2 separate regions of the Macaca mulatta genome follow, and region 1 is linked to region 2. The links are chromatin contacts, called in public Hi-C maps. All regions are on one chromosome and are shown on one strand. The core of a region is the stretch at or near the end of the contact, and the rest is flanking DNA. Distances in the headings are between cores, read along the strand shown.

Evidence for each region. Hi-C and Micro-C count contacts between places; a contact is called where the count stands out from the background.
Region 1: a Hi-C map of CD4 T cells shows a contact between it and region 2, with 2.3 times the contacts expected there. The contact joins the promoter of SLC35C1 here to the promoter of CRY2 in region 2. A contact is called at or near these places in 2 of 14 Hi-C or Micro-C datasets (CD4 T cells and liver).

Annotation. Positions count from the first base shown.
Region 1 is chr14:19,813,312-19,816,420 of T2T-MMU8v2.0, forward strand. SLC35C1 (solute carrier family 35 member C1) reads right to left here and starts at 1,481. Exons shown (of 2, transcript NM_001258150.1): 1 at 866-1,481. The coding sequence starts at 1,400.
Region 2 is chr14:19,771,924-19,775,337 of T2T-MMU8v2.0, forward strand. CRY2 (cryptochrome circadian regulator 2) reads right to left here and starts at 1,801. Exons shown (of 12, transcript XM_077963023.1): 1 at 1,651-1,801.

The DNA.
Region 1 (3,109 bases), core at 231-2,730, 41 kb after region 2:
TGCCTGGGAGTCTGGCCAATCTGGGTTTGCATCCCAGCCTGGCTGCTTGCTAGCTGTGTGGCCGTGGGCAAGTAATGTAACATCTCTGAGCCTCAGTTTCCTTGTTTGTATAGAGATGACCACTGGTAGTGATGCCACAACCCAGGGATCTCTGGGAGAACAAAGGAGATGCTATATGTGAAATAATCAGCCTAATTTCCCTGTCAATAATTATTATTTTCTGAGGATCAAGTCCGGGAAGACAGCTGAGGCCTCTTAAAGCGTATCGCTTGCTACTGTCTCAGGCGCTATCCTGAGCTGGCAGAGAGTGATGGTATATTTCTTAAAAGACGTATTGTCCTCTACTAAGAGCACTGGATGGGAAATCAGGACACCTGAGCTCTTGAGAAACAATAAAGTACAGTGGTCGGGCATGTGAACTGCGAAGCCAGATTGCTTGAGTTCAGATTCCAGCTCTGCCACTTATTAGCCGGGTGATCTTGGACAAGTTACTTAACTTCTCTGTGCCTTGGTTTTTCCATCTGTAAAATGTGGATTATAATCCCATCTTGTTATGAGGATTAACTGAGTTAATATGGCTAAGATCTATGTGCCTGGCACATTTTAATCACTCAACAAACGTCAGTTGCTTTTGCTGCTGTTGCTATTATTATTATTACTATTGTTCTTGCCCTGGCTGGGCTCCTAACTTGCTGGGTGGCCTTTAGTAAGTTACTTGCTCTCTCTGTGCCCCCAGGCTTTCTCCTATGACTGCTGCACCAAAGGAGCTGGGACAGATGAAGTCCTAGGATGCCTAGAAGGGTTGTTCTTCAGGATTTCAGTCCCCATGACCACCCTATCCCGCGTGGCCCCAGCTGCCACTCACCGATGATGATGCCGCAGGTGAGCAGGGCATAGAAGGAGGTGGTCTGCTTAAGCAGCAGGTAGGAGAGCAGCACGTTGAAGACGGTGGTGAGCGAGCGGCCCACATTGTAGAAGGCCACACCGACGTACTTGAGGCAGAGGTTATTGAAGGTGATCATGCCGATGAAGACCACTGACAGAGGCAGGACACTGCGGGCCACCCTGAGGTCCAGGCGCAAGCTGGGGAAGTCCACGGCACCAGGGCAGCAGGCGGCCAGAGCGCTGAGGCCCTTGCACAGCAGCGTGGTCACCAGGCACTGGTAGAAGGTGACGAAGATGGGGGTGTCCAGCTGCAGGGAGGGGCTGTCCAGCAGGTACTTATTAAGGAACACCATGGAGATGGAGGTGACCCAGTAGAGGGAGACCACCAGCGCAATCTGCAATGCCCGCAGCAGAAAGGGCTTCTCCTCGTTGGCCTCTGCCTCTGTAGAGGGGTCTGAGGCCCCGGTCAGCGCCATGTGCAGGATCCTGGACCGCTTCAGAGGGGCCCTGTTCATGGTAGCACAGGAGCTGGGTCACCCCGCGGCCAGAACTCTGATTCCCTGGAGTCCAGGGCAGTGAGCTCACTTGTGCTCTCCGCAAGCCGCAGCCCTGATTGTCACATGGGGGTTGGCCTAAAGGCCTCCCCAGTGTCCTCATGGATAGAGAAGTTCTGCTTTGGGGTGAGCCCAGTAGTGCCGCTCCACAACCTGCTCCCACCCCAAGGGGGCTCCTGAGACAAGACACAGGGCAAGGGGGAGGGATAGGCTAAGGCGGTGAGGCCAGGGTAGAGAAGACCTGTGAGGGGAGAAGAGGCTGGGGCCTAACAGGGAGGGGTCGCAGAGAGAAGGGAGGGGAGAGGAATGGCAGGGCGGGGCAGGAGGCGGTACGCGGGGCGAAGGTGCAGGAAAAGGACGCCGGGCAGAGTTGGAAGAGCTGCCGAGAGGGCAGCATGGGCAGCTGTGGGAGGGAGGGGTGGGCAGGGGGAGGGAGGCGTTAAGGGAGCTGCCGCAGGCCGGCGCAGCTGGAGGGAGGGCTACGGAGGGGTCAGAGGGGCTCGGGACTTGGGGCTGACGGACGCGGGAGGGGGCTGGGCCGGCGCCCACGTCTCGCTGCCTTCCCGGGCTCTGTCGCCGGCTCAGCCCAGGAGCCTCCGGACAGCCGAGGCCTACTCCCCGCGAGGCGGGCCCGGGACTCACTTCCTGGCACGCCCCCACGTGGCCTTAAAGGGCCCGCACGCCCCGCCTTGCCCTTAAAGCGACAGCCCCAGAGAGGCGGCGTTCGCCAGTCCCCAGCCCCGCCCCTGCGATCCGCTGCCCGCTGCTGGCGGGGGGACCTCGGCGGCCACAGGTTTTTCTGTGTGCTTGAGCCTCGCCCTGCTTCCTGCAAGGGCTGCATCACCCTCACCTGCCCACCCTCATCTCCGTCTGCCCCGGAGCCTCCGTCCCCCGACTCGGCTTGGCTCGGCTCGCAGGTCCACCTCCCGGAACCCCGACCCAGGACCCGGGCGGCGCTCCATCAGCCTGGACTCCTCCACCTCCAGAGCCCCGCGTTGCAGCTCCACGTCCCTCTGCCAACCCGACTTATTCTTCCACAACGATGTTGTGGTCCCCTCCTTTCCCCCCCATTTTCACCTCCCCCAGGCCCTCTCCCAAGCCCGAGACTCCCGGCAGCGCTCCCAGAGGCCGGAGGCCACGCCGCCTCTCTCGGACTTCAGTCTGTCATCCCTGTGCTCCTATCGAGGTTCTCTGGGCGGCCCAGATCCAAGATTCCAAGGGCTCAAGGCAGCATCTCTTACCCCTTCCAGAAAATACTGTTTCCCCGCCCGGTTCAGCCGCACCAGCTCCCGCGCCCCTGCCTCTGTCCCCCGGCCGCGAAGGCGACCTGGCGCTCACCTCCTCCGGTGCACTGGGCGCCCGCCCCGCCTCCCTGCGCCGCACCTGCAGCGCCGCACCCTGGGCCGCGCCCGCGGGGTCGACTTCCTGCTTTCTGCCCCGGGCCCAGGCACCGTGCCAGGCTCGCCGGCCTGTTAGCGGCATGGGGCCCGGGAGTGCCGGCGGAGAGGCGGCGATTCCGACGGTCGTGGGCGCAGGCCCCCTCCTCTTTCTAAGGCCTCTCCTGTCCCTGGTACCCCCGCCCGCCCGGGACCCAGGCTTCAGTTATCGCAGCTGGCACGTCCCGGGACCTGGCTTTATCCCTGGCCTGCCGCGCTCCCAGCTTGCACTTC
Region 2 (3,414 bases), core at 551-3,050:
TGTGGGCAGGCTCTCCACAGGACTCTTTAATTGTTCCTTCTATATAAACTGGGCAAGAGGGGACACTGAACAGACCTACTGCTAGGAGCACTCACTCTCTTAGCAGGGTACACACCTTGGAGAGAAAAGAATGGTGTGCCGAGAGCCACGGTATCCTGGAAATAACCCTGTCCATCAGTGCAACAAGGCCACAAGCAAACATTCCCCAGAACAATGTAAACAAACCCAGCGACTGCCACTAGGTGTTCTGAAGAGCGATGGGTACATGATGTCTCAAAACTCTTTAATTTGAATACTGCTTACAAAGAAAATACATTAACGACCTGTTCATCTTTTTCCATGATCATGTCGACTCCATCTCCTGGGGGGTCATCAGAGGGGCCCTTGATATCATGGCTTTCCTGCTCCCTAACCTTAGCACAACAGTTCATAGAAGTCTCATCTCTAATGGCTCAACTGTCCTCTAAAATCATGACAAGAGGATGACGGGGTGACACTTTGGATCCTTTTAAATTTTTTTTTATCGAGGTCAAAGCTCCAGAGCAGGGCTTAAACCATTTTGGAGAATCCCCTGGATTCTCTGGAGCTTTGAACACAACGCGATTCCACCTGAAGACACCTTTGGCTTCTTTATTTATAACATAGGGGAGAAGACTTTATTTAATGCTAAGCCAGGGTCACCTGACACCCCTAGAGGCAGGACGGTCTGGGCGCAGGGAAGCCAGGATGGGTGGTAGGGCGGATTCAAACAAGCCAGAGGCTTAGGAATGATCTCCCCGAGCCCAGCAATGGGCTCTTTACTTGAAGAATGCGAGCAAAAACCCGTCCCGCCCTCACACCACAGTATCTCCCTTCTGCCCCTCCCTGAGTAGACCATAAGAGCCCTAGACCAGGAGCCCCTGTTCCGCCACTCACTGGCTGCAAGTCCTTGGACAGGTCGACTTTGGGTCTCCAGGACCCAAGGGTCTCATCTGTACAACGGGGATCATGATCTCCGTTCCACAGGCAGTTGTGAGGCTCAGAGGGGTAACAGTGCGAACGCGCTTTGTCAGAGGCTGAGCCCTGGCCCACCGGCGCGTTAGGACCATGACGAATTACTTCCCCGGTCTCGGCTTCTCCACGGCCTCCCAGCCGTGGAGAGGTTGAGAGAATCGTGCTGTTCGCCGGTCACCCCAGGGTCAGGGTCCTGGCTGCGTCCCCGCCACCCCGCCCCGGGTCCCCTCACCTCCATCGGTTGATCCCGACTGAGGAGGAGGCCGCGAACCACGGGTCGAGAATGTAAACGCAGCGCACGCAGCGCGCCCCGCGCACGGCCGCCAGCAGCGCCGGGTTGTCGTGGAGCCGCAGCCCTTTGCGGAACCAGTGCACTGAAGAGGCGCCGTCCGTGCCGGGCGCTGGCGCCGGGGCCACAGCTGCCGCCGTCGCCACAGTCGCCGCCATGACTGTCCAGACTGCTCCGGCCACCCCCGCTCCGCCCCGGTAGGCGACGCGGACCCCGCCCACAGACCGCCCAGTGACCTATGACGCCGCAGCTCCTCCCTTCGTCCCCGCCCCCAGGGCCTTAGAGCTCCTGTGCCATTGGCTGAGTGCCTCCCGCCCGGCGATTGGCCCAGAGACGCCAGAACAGGCCCCGCCCCCTCACGTTCCTACCATGTGTGGGTCCGCCTGGGTGGAGCTGGCAGGCGGACAAGTGACGCAGGCTGGCACAGTCCGCGGAGGGCCGGGAGTGGGCCGAGTCTCGAGGTACAGCGGATCTCTTACACATGTCCTGTTCAGGGCCTGCTTCTAGAAGAAGCTGCCTGGGCTGGTAGGGGTTGCTGTGACTACAGTCAGAGACTTGCAAAACTGACAACTGACCTTCCTATTATCACCAACATCGTCACCAGCATCATCTACATCATTCTACTACAACTGCCATTTATTAAGTGCACTTTATATGGCAAGAGACATGATCATCTCCTTACATAGTCGGTCTCATTTACTATTCTGAACTCAGCCCAGTTACATTCATTTAACGAACACCAGTGGAAGAGCTGCTGTTATTTTTGTTTTACAGATGAAGAAAATGGAGGGTGCCGCAGGTTGAGCGACTTGCTCAGTATCATAAAGCTACTAAGAGGGATTTCACCCAGATTATTCTGATTTTGAAACTTCTGCTTTTATCCACGAAGCTATACTTCTCTTTGTGCGAAGATCCTTGGTAATTCCAAGTGGCAGAGTCCAAGGATGGAGAAGGAGTGCCCTGATACGCAGCATTAGAGGATTTGGGAGTAGGGACTGGGAATGTGGAGGACTTGAGCTCGTAATTATGCCATCAGATGAATTTATTTTCTTTTAGTCTGTTTAGTAGATCCAGTGGTACTATTGTGTGCAAAGCACTGTACTGGATTCCGGGTGGGGTTCAGAGATGTGGGGGACACTGTCCCCATTCTTCTGGGACGCCAGGTGGAACCCTCTTATTCCTCTGGCGTCTAGCATAGAGCTTGCTGATTGACTGACTAAATGGCAAGAGAAGCTATAAACACCAGCAACAAGGTGTTGGGGAAGGCTAAGATGGCTTAGTCAAGCTGCAGCTTTGGGGTTATCAGGTGGAGAACAGTCTGTTTCAACTTGGCCCTAGGTTGAGCCCATGCTTGGAACCCTTCCTGGACCTGGGACAGTGTGATGAAAGCATTTAGCAATTTAGTCTGCAATTTAGTGGCATTAATTGGCACCACTCTCTAAACCAGTGTCACTGCAATCCTAGGCATTCTCTGCCATTTCCAGGGCTTTTCACAAGCTGTTCCCGCAGTCTAGATCACACTCCCTCTTCCTTCTTTGTTTCTAACTCCAGTTTGCTCTGTATCATTGTTCAGTGTAGATGTCACCTTCTTGCTGTCTGATCCCAACCTGAATAGTGCCCCGTCTCATTCTGTGCTTCTTTGTGGTCACTTGTCTTGGCACACAATACTGGAATTTCTTGCTTAAATGTCTTAATGCCCCATTAAAGTATAAACTCCTGGAGAGCAGGGGCTGTGGCTTATTTACAGTTGTATGTCCAAAGTCTAGCTCAGTGCTTGGCACCTAACGCTCAAGGATTATTTGAGTAAAAATTGCACTAGAGTCTCATATTGGCAGGCTCTTAGAGGCTTATCCTAGTCCCCTTACCTGGCCCTGTCCTTATTTTTGAATTTCCTTTCCAAATGCTTGCTGAATAAATCGATGCCACCTTTCATTACTTTTATTTTAAGGTTTTGTGTTCCCCCTCTCCTATCCCCTCTTCTCTCCACAAGGTTGGTGCTTTGCTAGGAATGGAACAGAGTGTAAGGAGGTGTTTCTCCCTTAAACAACCTCAGAGATGAGTCCTCTTCCCTTTTACTCCTCTAAATTCCCGTAATGCTGTATCTGTATTCTGTGAGCCCGGGACTGTGCTTG